Regions from separate parts of the Gossypium hirsutum genome. Here region 1 is linked to region 2. The links are chromatin contacts, called in public Hi-C maps. All regions are on one chromosome and are shown on one strand. The core of a region is the stretch at or near the end of the contact, and the rest is flanking DNA. Distances in the headings are between cores, read along the strand shown. Region 1 holds the start of LOC107957100 (protein MAEA homolog). Region 2 holds the start of LOC107957096 (protein LOW PHOTOSYNTHETIC EFFICIENCY 1, chloroplastic).

Region 1 (7,332 bases), core at 4,762-7,261, 300 kb before region 2:
AAATCAGAAAATAACTAAAAACTAAAGCATAATGAACAATTAAAGAGAAGAAGAAGAAAAGAGAAACTCATCGGTGGAGAAGAGGAAAAGTAAGGCTCAGACAAAAGAGAAAAGGGGAAAAAAATGGGTCTTCTAACGTTTATTTGGAAGAAGAAAAAGTAAAGTTGAAAAAGTAAATATTAGCCAAAAGCACTTTTGGCTGAGAAAAAGTTAAAAATTTTTGCTTTTTCATCTGTGAAAAAGCACTTATTTTAAGTTGAAAAATTTTCTAAAATGATGTCTGTTCCTTAATACTTTTAAGGGATAAGCACTTTTTTATTGCAAAAGGCCATTTGAAAAGTAAAGAAGAACGGGGCCTAAAGCATATAAAATACATTTAAAGTAAAGCTTATTTAACATACGAACTTTCCTCAGTTACAAAAACGACCAAAATGACCTATTCATCAAATACTTTGTTTTCCTCCCAATCTACACCCAAATTTCGTTTTTCTTGATCTATAATACAACATTTAACTTATTTAATCATCATATTATTCAATTTAGCCCAAAAACACATTATGGAAAAATTTACATTTTTGCCCCTAACTTTTCATCATTTTACAATTTAGTTCCTAGGCTCGTAAAATAAATTTCTTTCAATTTCATCACAACCTAAGCCTAGCAATTGTTATTTATACTCATAACAGCCCACATTTTTCATTTATTAACACTTTTCTACACATTTTATAGGCTTTTACAAATAATTCTCTATTTGACGTTTTTATCGAAAATCACTTTACAAACATTGTTTATGTAACACCCCTAACCCGTATTCGACACCGGAATAGGGTTACGAGGCATTACCAGATGATACATCTCATTCACATACATTTATACATTCATAATCAAAATCCATCACAATGTCCCATATAAGGCTTTACGAGACCTTAAAACATGTTTAGAAGTGGTTCGGGACTAAACTGATAACATCTGCAAACTTTAAGAAACTTAGAAAATTTTCTTTAATTACAAGGTCACATGCCCGTGTGAACAGGCCGTGCGCCTCACACGGTTACCAGACACGCCCGTGTCATAGACCGTGTGAAAACAGGGCATACATAATGACTTGCACCACACGGCCGGAGACACGCCCGTGTGCCTTGTCCGTGTGAAAACTGGAGGGTTTACTGACTTGGGTCACATGGCCAACGACACGCTCATGTGTTTAACTCGTGTACGAGACTGACTTAAATTCGTAGGGCTAACCTAGGGGACACACGGTCATGTAACATAGCCGTGTGTCGCACACGGCCGAGACACACGCCCGTGTCTCTGCCCGTGTGGACAAAAATAGGTTATTTGAAAAGTCAATTTGCCACCTTACAATCATGCATATAAATCAACCTATTTGGTACCATTTCAAGTCATTTATAAGCAACCAAAACCCACCAAAACATACACATAACATACCATATATAATCAACCATTTTAACTAATCATTTCCATATTCAAATTATACCAAATCATTATGCCAAAATCATCACAACTTGCATATATTCCCTATTCATTAATTTATTATAATATCATCTACTTCATATCACAAAACTCATCGTATCATCACCTCAAACTAAACTAATTCATAAAGAATTATATGCATTACATATAACACTTACCAAACACTTAATTCAAGCCAACTTAAATGGTTATACATACTACATTTACAAGCCAAATCTCATGGCTAATATCAAGACTCAAAACATACCAAAATAACACTAGCCTATACATGCCATATACCATATATATACAAGCTTCAAAAGTACCAACAAGATGATTGATAGTGTGATGACGTTTCCTGACGATTCTCGAATCCAAGCTAGCTTCGATGATCTATAAAACATAGACAAATAACACACGGTAAGCTTCATAGCTTAGTAAGTTCGTACCAAAAATACTCAACAGTTCATATTATCTAAATCATCAACTAATAGACACTTAGTAGTTATCATATCATCATTCAATTCTAACCCATAACCATTTATCATGTATATACCATTTCATTAAGCTTCTTACACATAGTATCAACTACCACATAGGTATCTTACATACCTGTACTTTCTCGTATTCATTTATTTCATCCTCACTTCTTTGTTCAATACGTTAAATCGTTCGAGAATCTTTCAATGCTTCAAGAACTCGCACACTTAGTGCATTAATGTTTAGCCGTAGTAATAACGATATCGCACACTTAGTGCCATCATATTGAACCGAAGTTATCTCAGCATTACACACTTAGTGCCATATAAAACCGAAACTATTTCAATTCGCACACTAAGTGCTGTATATAGCCGAAGCTATCTTGAAACGTACACTAATTGCCAAACATAGTAGACTTGTCATCGTACACAGTCGTAGTCACAAATATACAATTTATGCATTATTGAAGCATTAAAAACATAATTATAACCAAATTTATCACGTACGAACTTACCTTGTACTCAGAATGGACTAATTAGATCAATTACTCGATAACCTTCGATTTACCTCGATCTAAATCCGAGTTCTTTCTTTCTTGATCTATATGTATTCAAAATTTACCCATTTAATCACCAATTCATTCAATTTAATTGGCAAACACATAAATGGGCATTTTGCAGATTAGCCCTCTAAAGTTACACATTTATTCAATTTAGTCCCTATTTCACAAAAAATACAAATTACACAAAATTTATTTACACCCAAGCCTAGCCGAATTTCCTAGGGACCCCTAGTAGCCCAAAAATTTCATTTATTTCACAATTTAACCCATTAGTTTACACTTTTCTCAATTTAATCCCCAATATGCATTTTTACTCAAAATCACTTTACAAAACATGTATATCAAGCACCAAGCTTTCATAATTCATCATCATCTATCACAAAACTCAAGCATTCATCAATGGAAACTCACAATTTCATCAACCAATTCAAAAATTGAGGCATGGGCTAGCTAGTACTCAAAGCAACGATCACAAAAACATAGAAATCATCAAAAACCAAGCAAAAGACATTCCTCAATCAAGCTCAACCATAGTCGAACCCTAAATGAACTTTTATCTTTTCTTTTCTTATGATTTTTAGTGATAGTGATGATAATTAAAGCATATAATGACTTTGTTTTATTTAATATAACATTAATAATCAAATACCAATTTTACCCCTTTATTAAACCATATAAAAATCACTTAATACAAGCCCATTTATGTCCATCCATCATTCAAATGGTCTAATATCATCATAAGGACCTTTGATTATAAAATCCATAACACTTAAGCACTTTTAACATATGGAATGCCATTTTTACAATTTACGCGATTAAGTCATTTTTATCAAATCGAACACACAAACGTTAAAATTAGCACCAGAAAATTTCACACATATAAAATCACATACTGTAAACACATAAAGTAATATTTTTTGACCTCGGATTTGTGGTTCCGAAACCACTGTTCCAACTAGGGTCTAAACCAGACTATTACAGTTTAACTAACAATGAACATGCATTTTCTACAATCAAACATCAAAATACATGCACATCCAACATGGGTAAGATTTTAGACTTTAACTTTCTTTCAATTTGTCCTTGAAATAGCTGAATCAAGTTACAATGATCTCAAAAATATAAAAATCATTAAAAATGGGACAAGAACGGACTTACAATCGAGCTTGAAAGCTTGGCCAAACCCTAGCTAGGTCTCATATTCTAATTTTTGGCTATGAGGATGAAATTGAAGAAGATGAAATCCTTTATTTAGTTATTTTAGCTTTATTTATCAAATTACCCATTTACCCCTCACTTAAACTTTGAAATTTTACTTATTCCATGTCCATTTTTGTCGATCCTAAAGTATAATGGTCTAATTACCATTTAAGGACCTCTAATTTAGAATTTCATAACAATTTACTACCTTTAGCCTATAGAACTCAAATTTTGCACCTATTGCAATTTAGTCCTTCTAGTCAAATTGAGTACTCAATCGATAAAATTTCTTAACGAAATTTTCATACAATTATTCTATCATGCTGTAAACCTTAAAGAAATAGTAAAACAAATATTTCTACTTCAAATTTATGGTCCTGAAACCACTATTCTAATTTGATCCAAAAATGGGTTGCTACAATAATAACTTTTATGGGATCTCTTTAGTTTTAGTTTTTAGGTTAATTTGTAGTTTTAGGTTGCTGCAATTTTCCTTAAATTTCTTTTGCAATTTTCTCTTCTTGTTCCATTGATTCTGCACTTTAAATATTAATAGATTTTAGTGATTTCCTTATTCAAAGTTTGCAATCAAACAATCAAAACGAGGAATCTTATGTTCTCACTCCATCAAAATCATCAAATCAGAGCTTCATCAAATCCAAATTCAAGAAATTTCTAAACCTTCTTAATTTTCGTTTTATTTAATTGCTTAAATGAACATGAAAATGATAGGGTTTGGGTTTATTAAGATAATCATGAACTAATTTTCTTAGGTAGTTGGTTAATTGAAATGTTGAATAATTATCTTAAGGTTTATGGACTAAATTGAATAATTAGACTAAACTGAATAAAAACCAAAACTCAAAATTAACGACTCTAGGTGAAAATATTGATAAGGGAGATTGAGAGGAAATCTTATTGTGTAAGAATTCAATTGTCCCTATTTAGTTTAAGTTAGATCAAGAGATAAATCGAACTAAAATGTAAATTGGGTAAATTATAGATTGAGAGATATTAACTAATTCGATTAGAAAATTATTCTACTAAATTTCCTAATCTAAGAGTTAATTATGAACATGGAAATTAACCAGCTACCATTTTGTCTTGATTATCTCTTTTACAAATTTGGATATCTTTACAATTAGGTCCTTAGATATTAGTTTAGCCTCAAACATTCTATTTATTTTTTGTTGTACTATAGGTTGTTTAGTACTAACTATTTAGACTTTCTAGCTTGCATTCTTATTGACGTGAATTCAATTTTTTTATCGATCTCTTATGGATTCGATCATTGGGATACTCTATAAGGTGTTTCATTGTATTTTTTTATATAAATATTGCAAGTAGACTTGTTATACCAGCAATACACTGCACATGTTATATATCTTTATAATTTTCTCTGTTGAATACATGTACGCTGAAGCGCGATTTTGTCATAATTTTAAAGTTCAATAGTTTTTAATTAAATTCATATGATAAAGTTAAGGTGCAATAACAATGAATTTATTAAATTATTATACTTCTATGAAAATTTTGAGACTAAAAAATGTTAAAGAAATGAAATTGTAAAAGACAAAATTATATAATAATAACAATATTACATTTTATCAACCAAACATTTGGATCTTATATTCTAGCTAAATGAATCGAAGTAAATTAATTTTACATTCCACTCGTAACCTTGCATTTTTGTAACCTTATTACGAAACGTAATATTTTGTTGAAGGGGACCAAACTTACCATTGGTTGAAGGGATTAAGGCTTCTTGTTGGCACTCGATGACTAAGGTTCAAACTTTGTTGATTAATAACTTCCTCAATTTGTAATTAGACTAGTAGAAAAAAGGCACAATGACAAAATGAGCTCTTAATGTTTACAAATTTTATCTATTTGGCCCTTGTTCTTTTTTAAGCTAAATTTAACCTTCAATATTTTTAAAAATGGTTGAATTTAACTATCAATTTTTTTTAAAAGCTATCAGTCTTTTCGAAAGAGCTAAATTGTTGTTTTTTTAAGAGAAATGCTGACCAAAATATTAAAATTTTAAACATGGTAGCCTATAATGCAATCCGCGTGTACTTCATACAATTTTCTTAAATTTTTAAATTTTTTATTTTTAAATATTTTTATATTATTTGTTAATATGACATATAAGAGAAATAATAATGTGTCAACATCGTATACTTAAAAAATTAATGGTTTAGTTAATATTTTGATAAATTTAACTCAATAAAAAAATGAAAATTAAATTTACAAAAATTGTAAATGTTAACCGCTAATTTGTAATTATCCCATAGAAAATTTTTGGCAAAGCTCGGTCCACAATCAGATCCAGTTGCTCTATCGTAAAAGACGCTGTCGTTTCACCACATCACCGTAAGAAAGCTACTAATCATTCCTTTCTTCTCGTCTCCACTCTTCCTTGAACTCAAACCGGTTTCTTTCCCCTTCGAATGGAAATCGATCCACTTCCAAACGGTAGCGGTTCGAATGCCGCAACAAGCCCCGAAACCGCAGCAGCGACAACCGCAATTACCGTCGCATCGAACACGACGCCGTCCTCGAAATTGAGCCATCTGACGGAATCGTTAAAATTAGAGCACCAATTCTTGCGTGTTCCTTTTGAACATTTCAAGAAAACAATCCGAACCAATCACCGAACAGTCGAGAAAGAAGTCTCTGCCGTTATTTCAAGCGTCACTGACGTGGCTGACTCCGACGAAATATCCAAAGACGATGCCATTTTGAGTCTCACTTCCCTTGTTTCCCGTTTGCAAGGCATCAAGCGCAAGGTAAAAGAAGAGATTTTTTCTTTCTTTCTTTTTAAGTTAATTTAATGTGATCTGTATTGGAATTAGCAAAATTATGTTCCTTTTAACTTTTGGAGGTCTAAAAGGCAGAAAGTAGTTTTGGATATTTTGAGTGAAAAATGGCTATGTTTTTATATGATCTAAAATTAATGAATTTTTATGAAAATGAAGAGAATAATTAATTCGATGTAAAAGAGCTGGACTTGTATGAAAGTTGAAATTTTGACAATTTCACTTAAATTTGATAATATGAATTTGTAGAATTAAAGCAAGAATAAATCTAAAACTCGTCAATTTGTATGGAAAGTTGAAATATCGAATAAGTTGAAGAGTTTTGAATCTTATCTTACTGGATTAAGGGATAAATTATGTTTAATTGCAAAACTGTCTAACCTAAATTAAGTAATGGTCTGTAGAAACCCCTGCCAATATTGTTCACTTTTTTGCTTTACATACGCGCGCATACATATATCTGTTTATCAATCGGCATTTTACGTAATTCAATAATTTTTATTCAATTTAACAAGTATAACCTTTGCAGATTAGTTGGTCGCTGTATTTAGTAGTCACGGTAGATTTATTTTTCTTCTTATCTGAGCAACTGGATTGTATTTTGTGTTTTAGTAATTTATTATCCAAAGTACTGAGTAGCCCTTCTTAAGTCGTTAATGCATAGTGATCTACTAAAGTCTATATGTTCTTTATCATCCAGTTGGAAGAGGGGAGTCATGCAGAGAACTTGCAAGCTCATAGGTGTCGTGCTCGTCTTGATCACTTAGATTCAGCTGATGCTGAGAACCTTTCTGA
Region 2 (7,704 bases), core at 3,952-6,451:
TAGTAGCTTTCATAATGGTATATAATAGGTAGAGCTCAGTCATGATACTTTAGTGGAAAGACTCTGACTGAATAATGTTGTAGTTAATAAATGAAAAGTCAGGCTTAATTGTAAATTATTTAAGTTTTAATTATATATGTCCAATCAGTCCCTCCGCTAATTTGGTGTAACATTGATAATTTGCATTTGGATTGATGAGATGAAAATATGAAAACAATGGGTTAGAGAAATAGATTGTATGCTTTACTATCCACAGTAAATTCGTTTTCTCGCTACGAACAAAAGATGACTTAGAGATTAAATTAATTCTTTGAATTATTATATAATTGAATAAAATTAAATAATTGAAGTTTGAAGTGGAAATTGAATTAATTAATCATCGCAATTTTAGTGAACAAATTAATTAAATTTATTTACTCAAGGATTCTAGTACGGTAAAGTCGTCGTGACTTTGATAAAATTATAATTGAGTTTGAGAAAATAATTTAATTAAAAAACAAATAAATTTATTTATTTAATTAAAATAAATAATATTCTTGGAATCAAAATGAGTTATTAGGTTGGTTAAATTACAAGAGTTGATTTAAAGACCAGATAACACATATAATTATACTCAATACATGATAAAGACTCAGTGGTCCGTCCCACAAAGTGGACGACAACCTTAGTTTCCAAGACTAGGTTGCCGCCACTTATACATATTCGTAGTAGGGAATTATGTGTATGTTTTCTATTAAAATATTATTATTTTGTTCCTACTTGTTCAACTAAGACTTGTGATTTTCTCTATAAATTGAGGCCATTGCCTACATCAAACACACACTACTTAAGTGTTAACACTTTGTCAAAATTTAGTGAGATTTATTCCTACAAATAAATTTAAAATTTTGAAAGATTTCATTTTTCGATTTCTAGCCTTTGAGAGATATTGATATTCCTACTAAATATCAATAAAATTGTCATTCGTGTTCTTCAATTCATGATTAGAGCTCATACTCTAAGTAAGTCGAGGCTCGGGAATAATGGAAAAGACTGTATTGGTTGAAAGTCAATGACGCACTTTACTGCCTATTCAAAACATAGGTAGGAATTTGGTAAAAAAAACTTATTGCTATAAATATCACAATCACTCGGTTTTAGAAAAATTTTAATTTTCCGCCATGCAACAAGGTTGTTTTCTAAATCGAATTTTTCCAACAAGCCTGAAAAAGTCCAAACTGAGAAAATCCAAGCTTGAGAAATCTTAAGCCCATAAGAATCCAAGTTTGAGACCAATTTGGACCGAGCTCGAGATAAATCCAACCCAAAGCTCAAAAAAGCTCGAATTTATAACTAAACAACGACAATAGACATTCATAATTAATATAATTTTATGTTATTACTTAAAAATAAAAATAATTTATAATAATTTATTTTATGAAAATGTGATATATATTTATATTAAAATTTTATTAATAGCATAAGTAAAGAATAAAAAATTTGTATGTTAAATTATAAAGTAAAATAAAATTTTAAAAACATTAATTGAAATAAAATATTTTTAATGCTATAATTTTATATATAATAATAAATATATAAAATTAATAATTATTAAAGTTTATAAAATTTAAATTTAATGATAATATAAAATATATAATGACATAATATATTAATTTAATAATATGATAACTAGTGTTATACTTTATCACAAATTATTAAACATAATATATTATGCAATATAAATAACAACACTAATAAATTTAATTTTAATGATTTAGATTTTAGATTTTAATTTTTTTTATAATTTGAGAATTTAATTTTTACTTTTAATTTTTTACTGGTTAATGTTTAATTTTGTTATTAATATTATTATTTTTATATTAAGTTTAATTTGGAATGAATTTATTTTTATTTAAGTTAGAGTTTGAATAAAGTTTAAATTGGACTTACGTTTGGGTTTCGCGTTTCATTAGTAATGGATTTGAGGTTAATATGGTATATAGGTGTAAAGTTGATTAATTTGCTTTAAATGATTTTGAGTTTCAAAATTGAAATCAAACTGACAGCATTAAATCAATCGATTATCTAATTTAACTTTGATGCATATATATATAAACTATTAACATATTTTATAGTATATAATAAAGATAGTATTATATAATATAGTAGGACTGACTTTCAAATGTATAAAAAGTATAAGAACTTACAGTATATTTCAATCAATACAATCAACGATAATATATAATGATAATTAATATATTATGTATTACGATTACAGTATGTGATGTAATATTAAATAATGTAATAATATATTTTAAAACTATTAATACATATATAACTATTAATTGGTCCAAAATCAAAACCGAATTTACCAATCGATTTGCTTGAATTAGCTCTATTCAATCAGTTAAGCTCGTTTATGTCACTAATTATAATAGATGATAAACTATTACATCATATAATAATATAGTATATTGAAAGGGATCTACTTACAGTAGTGTAAAACTAAAATAGTTTTACATCCTTTCTTATCTCTTTGTACTATTACTTTTTTAACAATCTAACCGTTAAATTTATCGATATAATTGTACTTATCATACATGTAAATTTTCAAATTGGTTTGATATCTCTATCATATTTATCTAAAATACTATATATATATATATTAATAGTTATTAAACGGTTGAAATTTTTTTATATAAAACAAATAGTTAGAAAATTTTAATTTACATTAAATTTGACATGCATGATCTATATAGATGAAAAATAAAATGTGACAGTTGGACCATTAAAATATTAATCATACAAAAAGATATGAAAGGGTGTAAAGCTATTTTAGTTTTACATAGGTGTGAGTAGATTCCTCCCCATAATATTTAACTACTAAAACCATTAATACACATATATAACTATTATTATATAATAAACTATAATAAAAGATATAGTGTTATATAATATTATAATGCTTAATCATTAATGCATATATAAAAACTATTATTATATATGAGATGAGATGATATGCCATTATATAATATCGGAGGGCTAACTTTCAATTTTAAGAAAAGTATAGGAACTTATTGCATATTTCAACTAATATAATAAATAATTAATATATTATGTATTACTATTATAGTATATGATATAGTTTTACATAATGTAATAATATATTTTAAAAATATTAAAATATATAATTATTAATTTGTCCAAAATCAAAATTGAATTTATTAACCGGTTTGCTTGAATTGATTTAATTTGATTGGTTTTAATAGCTAACTATAATAGATGATATACTATTATATAGTATAATATTATAGTATATAATTATGACAAACTATTAATATATATAACTATTATTATATTATAAAATTATAATAAAAGATATAGTATCAATAATTATGTTTAATTTAGTATATTACAATACATATTTATAACTAGTAATAGAAAAATATTTTTTTAATAATAAAATAAGGAAATGAGGCTGCTTAAAAACAAATTAAAGCTCTCATGCCTACAACATAATGTTATTGTCATTGAGTTAAGAAATTACCGGCAAAGCATATAATATTATTAAAATATTTAATCTCTTAATAAATATTATTTTATTAAATTAGATTTTGAATTTGACTTTAACTTTTATAAACTATATTTCGGTTTTGGGTTTAAAAAAAAAATTTAGGCATGAGATTTAGGTTATAATTAATTATTTTGAATTAGGTAATAATAAGTATATTATTTGAGTTTGGGTTTAATATAATATATTTAGATTTTAGAACAAATATTTTAGAAAATGACTATTAGGTTTATAAATTCAAGGTTTAAATATCACAAAGGTCCTTGTACTTTTTTAAAATTTAATATTTAGTCTCTATACTTTAATTTTGAAACATTGAGTTCTTGTACTTTTTTTATTTAATTTTGACGTTGTAATATCAAAGGTAAAATAACTTTTTAACCCTCAACATTTATAATTTTTGTCAATTTGGTCCTTACCCTTTAAAAATACATGAAAATTTTAAAATTATTTTTTTCATATTTTAAATGAAAACATAAAATTTTTTAAAAAATGATGATTTTTTAAAATAAAAATTTATGAAAAACATTAAAAACTATTTAAAATTCAAAAAACAAAAAACAAAAAATATTTTAAAAATATAAACAAAAATTCCAAAATTCAATGTTATCTAACACAAACCTAATCGGACCGGCCAGCCACACTAGGAACTGATTAGTGTATCTATTCGGTGACAGGTAAAAAAATCGATTAACGCACGAACCAGTTTGGGCTAATTGAACTAACATGAAAAATCAATTGAACCGATAATTAAATTAATTTCGAATCGGTCTAACCAATTTGTTCCCAAAATGACTAATCTCAGCGGCTCAAAGCAAATAAATAATTAAAAATAAAAAATATTAAAATCGATTCAATTTCCAGTTCAATTTATTTTTTTAGCCCAGTTCGCAAATGAATCAATTTTTAAAATTTTTAAATGTTTTAGCCCTTAACATTTACAATTTTTTTTATCAATTTGGTTAATACCTTTTAAAGTATATAAATTTAAAAAAAATAATTTTTTATTATTTTAAACGAAAAACATAACATTTTTAAACAAATATAATTTTTTAAATAATAATGTCTATAAGAAAAATTAAAATTCATTAAAATTAAAAAATAGAAAACTATAAAAAAATTCAAAATTCAATGTTTATTGAATTAAGAATCAACTGGGGTAATGGTTCGGTGAGAGGTAAAAAATTGGTTGGCAAGAGAACCGATGCGAAATAAATGAATCAAGCTAAAAGATCAATTAAACTGTGAGTTTGAATAAATGTTTATAATTTTTAGTATTTTTATTTTTTAATAAATTATTTACTTTGAACTGGTTAGGATAGTCATTTTGGGAACCAATTGGTTAGACTAGTTCGAAATTGATTCAACTGAGTCTTAGCTTGGTACAACTAGTCCGTACTGATTTGCGAGTCAACTGATTTTTGATCTCTCATCGGATTGATACCCTAGCCGATTTTCAATCCAACCAATTGGTCCAGCCCAATTTAGCTAACATTGAAATTTAGAATTTTTTTATATTTTAAAATATTTTTATATTTAAAAAAATTAATTTTTTTAAAATTTTATGTTTTTATTTAAAATATGAAAAAAAAAGAATACGAATAAGCTTGTGCTTATTGGACATTAGCCCATTTATGACAAAGAAAACCCAAACATGTTTTCTTTTTCTTGCCACACAATGACGAATTTTTGTCTGATTTTTGGCTCCCTCACCTCTCCAGCTCTCCTTGCAATTGAATGGCTGTGAATAGACCACAGCAGAAGAACACAACCAACTTATATCCGCCCAAGCTATCATCTTTCAGATGCCTTAGCCTTGTTCTTTCATCGTTTTTCATTTTTATATTCTTAATTGTATGTCAATTTGTAGAAACTCCTGTCAGTTCAGGACTGAAGTCACTAAGCACTTGCAAAGACTAAGGAGCACCGATGAATCTATCATGAGATTGTAGTAAGATATTTCCTTGCTTCTTTAACTCTGGGTATTTCTTAATTTTGTAAACTTTTTTTGTAAAAATGCAAGCTTTAAGTATCTGGCCATCACATGGTGGCTCTTTGGTAGTACCCCATTTGGATTTTGAGCATGATTCTTCCTGTTTTGCATCTATTAAACCTAGAAGCAGGAAAAAATGGAGTCTTATTGACGGTAGAGGTCATAGTTTCTTATTGCTTTCAAGCTATGCAAGATTTAGTAGGAGTGAGACTTGTTGCAGGAACTTGAATTGTTGTTTGAGATTTGAATTCCTCTGTTGCTACTCCCAATTGAAAGTTGTCCTCTTCTGTGAGCCAAAGGGAGGTTCTTCTAGTGGGTTGGTTGCATCAGCTTGGGCATTGGAGCAACAAGAAACTGGGAATGAACTTGAGAGAGAAGGATCATACTCAAAGGATGATGATAATGGCAATGGGGATAGAAGTGAGGAAGTGGATATTAGTAGTGAGGGAGAAGCTGAGTTGGAGAGTGCAAGGATTGATGTTCGGGCTCTGGCACGCAGTTTACAGTTTGCTAAAACTGCAGATGACATAGGAAAGGTTCTCAAAGATATGGGTGAACTGCCTCTCCAAGTACATTCAAGCATGATTAGTGGTTTTGGAAGGGACAAATACATGGATGCTGCAATGTCCCTTGTTGAGTGGCTCAAGAGAAAGAAGAAAGAAAGTGGTGGAGGCATTGGCCCAAACCTTTTCATATACAACAGCTTATTGGGTGCAGTGAAACACTCCAAACAATTTGGTGAAATGGAGAAAATCTTGGATGATATGGCTGAGGAGGGGATCATTCCCAATATTGTTACTTATAATGTTTTGATGGCAATTTATGTGGAGCAAGGAGAAGCTACAAAGGCCCTAAATGTTCTTGAGGAAATTCAAGAGAAGGGCTTCAGTCCGTCGCCAGTGTCCTATGCTACTGCCTTATATGCTTATCGTAGAATGGAAGATGGGCATGGAGCTTTGAAGTTCTTTATTGAATTAAGAGAAAAATATGTGAAGGGAGACATTGGAAGAAATGCGGATGAAAATTGGGAATATGAGTTTGTTAAGCTTGAGAAATTCACAGTTCGTATTTGCCAACAAGTCATGCGGCGGTGGCTTGTTAAGGACGAAAATTTGAGCACCAGTGTGCTGAAACTCCTGAGAGATATGGACAATGTTGGGCTTAAACTTAGTAGGGAAGATTATGAGCGCCTTATATGGGCTTGTACCCGTGAAGAACATTATCTTGTTGCAAAAGAACTTTATAGCAGGATTAGAGAAAGCTTTTCAGAGATAAGCTTATCTGTGTGTAACCATTTGATTTGGGTAATGGGGAAGGCTAAGAAGTGGTGGGCTGCTTTGGAGATATACGAGGATCTATTAGACAAGGGACCAAGTCCTAATAACATGTCCTATGAATTGGTTGTGTCTCACTTTAATATATTACTTTCAGCGGCCAGACAACGAGGAATATGGCGATGGGGTGTCAGGTTGCTTAATAAGATGGAAGAAAAAGGCCTTAAACCTGGCAGCAGGGAGTGGAATGCAGTCCTTGTGGCATGTTCCAAGGCTTCAGAAACTTCTGCTGCTGTGCAGATATTTAGGAGAATGGTGGAGCAAGGGGAAAAGCCCACCATCATCTCGTATGGAGCATTGCTCAGTGCCCTCGAAAAGGGTAAACTCTATGATGAAGCCCTCAGGGTGTGGGATCATATGATAAAGGTTGGTGTTAAACCCAACTTGTACGCTTATACAATCATGGCTTCAATTTTCACTGGACAAGGAAATTTCAAAATGATTAATGCAGTCTTTCAAGAAATGGCATCATCTGGTATTGAGCCAACGGTGGTCACATACAATGCAATTATTAGTGGGTGTGCTCGGAATGGCATGAGCAGTGCAGCATATGAATGGTTTCACCGCATGAAAGTCCAGAACATCTCACCAAATGAGATCACATATGAGATGTTGATTGAGGCTCTGGCAAATGATGGTAAACCAAGGCTTGCATATGACTTGTACATGAGAGCTCAAAATGAAGGCCTTAACCTCTCCTCAAAGGCTTATGATGCTGTTGTGCAGTCATCTCAAGTTTATGGAGCAACTACTGACTTGAGTGTTTTGGGACCTAGGCCACCAGATACGAAGAAAGTTCGAATTAGAAAAAATTTGACTGAATTCTG

What was found. A called contact is a pair of places that touch in the nucleus more often than the background predicts.
Region 1: a contact with region 2 is called in a Hi-C map of leaf, with 3 times the contacts expected there. The contact joins the promoter of LOC107957100 here to the promoter of LOC107957096 in region 2. A contact is called at or near these places in 7 of 34 Hi-C or Micro-C datasets (callus, hypocotyl and leaf).

The regions. Positions count from the first base shown.
Region 1 is chrA05:86,068,306-86,075,637 of Gossypium_hirsutum_v2.1, reverse strand. It overlaps LOC107957100 (protein MAEA homolog), which reads left to right and starts at 6,011. Exons shown (of 7, transcript XM_016892522.2): 1 at 6,011-6,507; 2 at 7,238-7,332. The coding sequence starts at 6,169.
Region 2 is chrA05:85,769,168-85,776,871 of Gossypium_hirsutum_v2.1, reverse strand. LOC107957096 (protein LOW PHOTOSYNTHETIC EFFICIENCY 1, chloroplastic) reads left to right here and starts at 5,201. Exons shown (of 1, transcript XM_016892521.2): 1 at 5,201-7,704. The coding sequence starts at 5,567.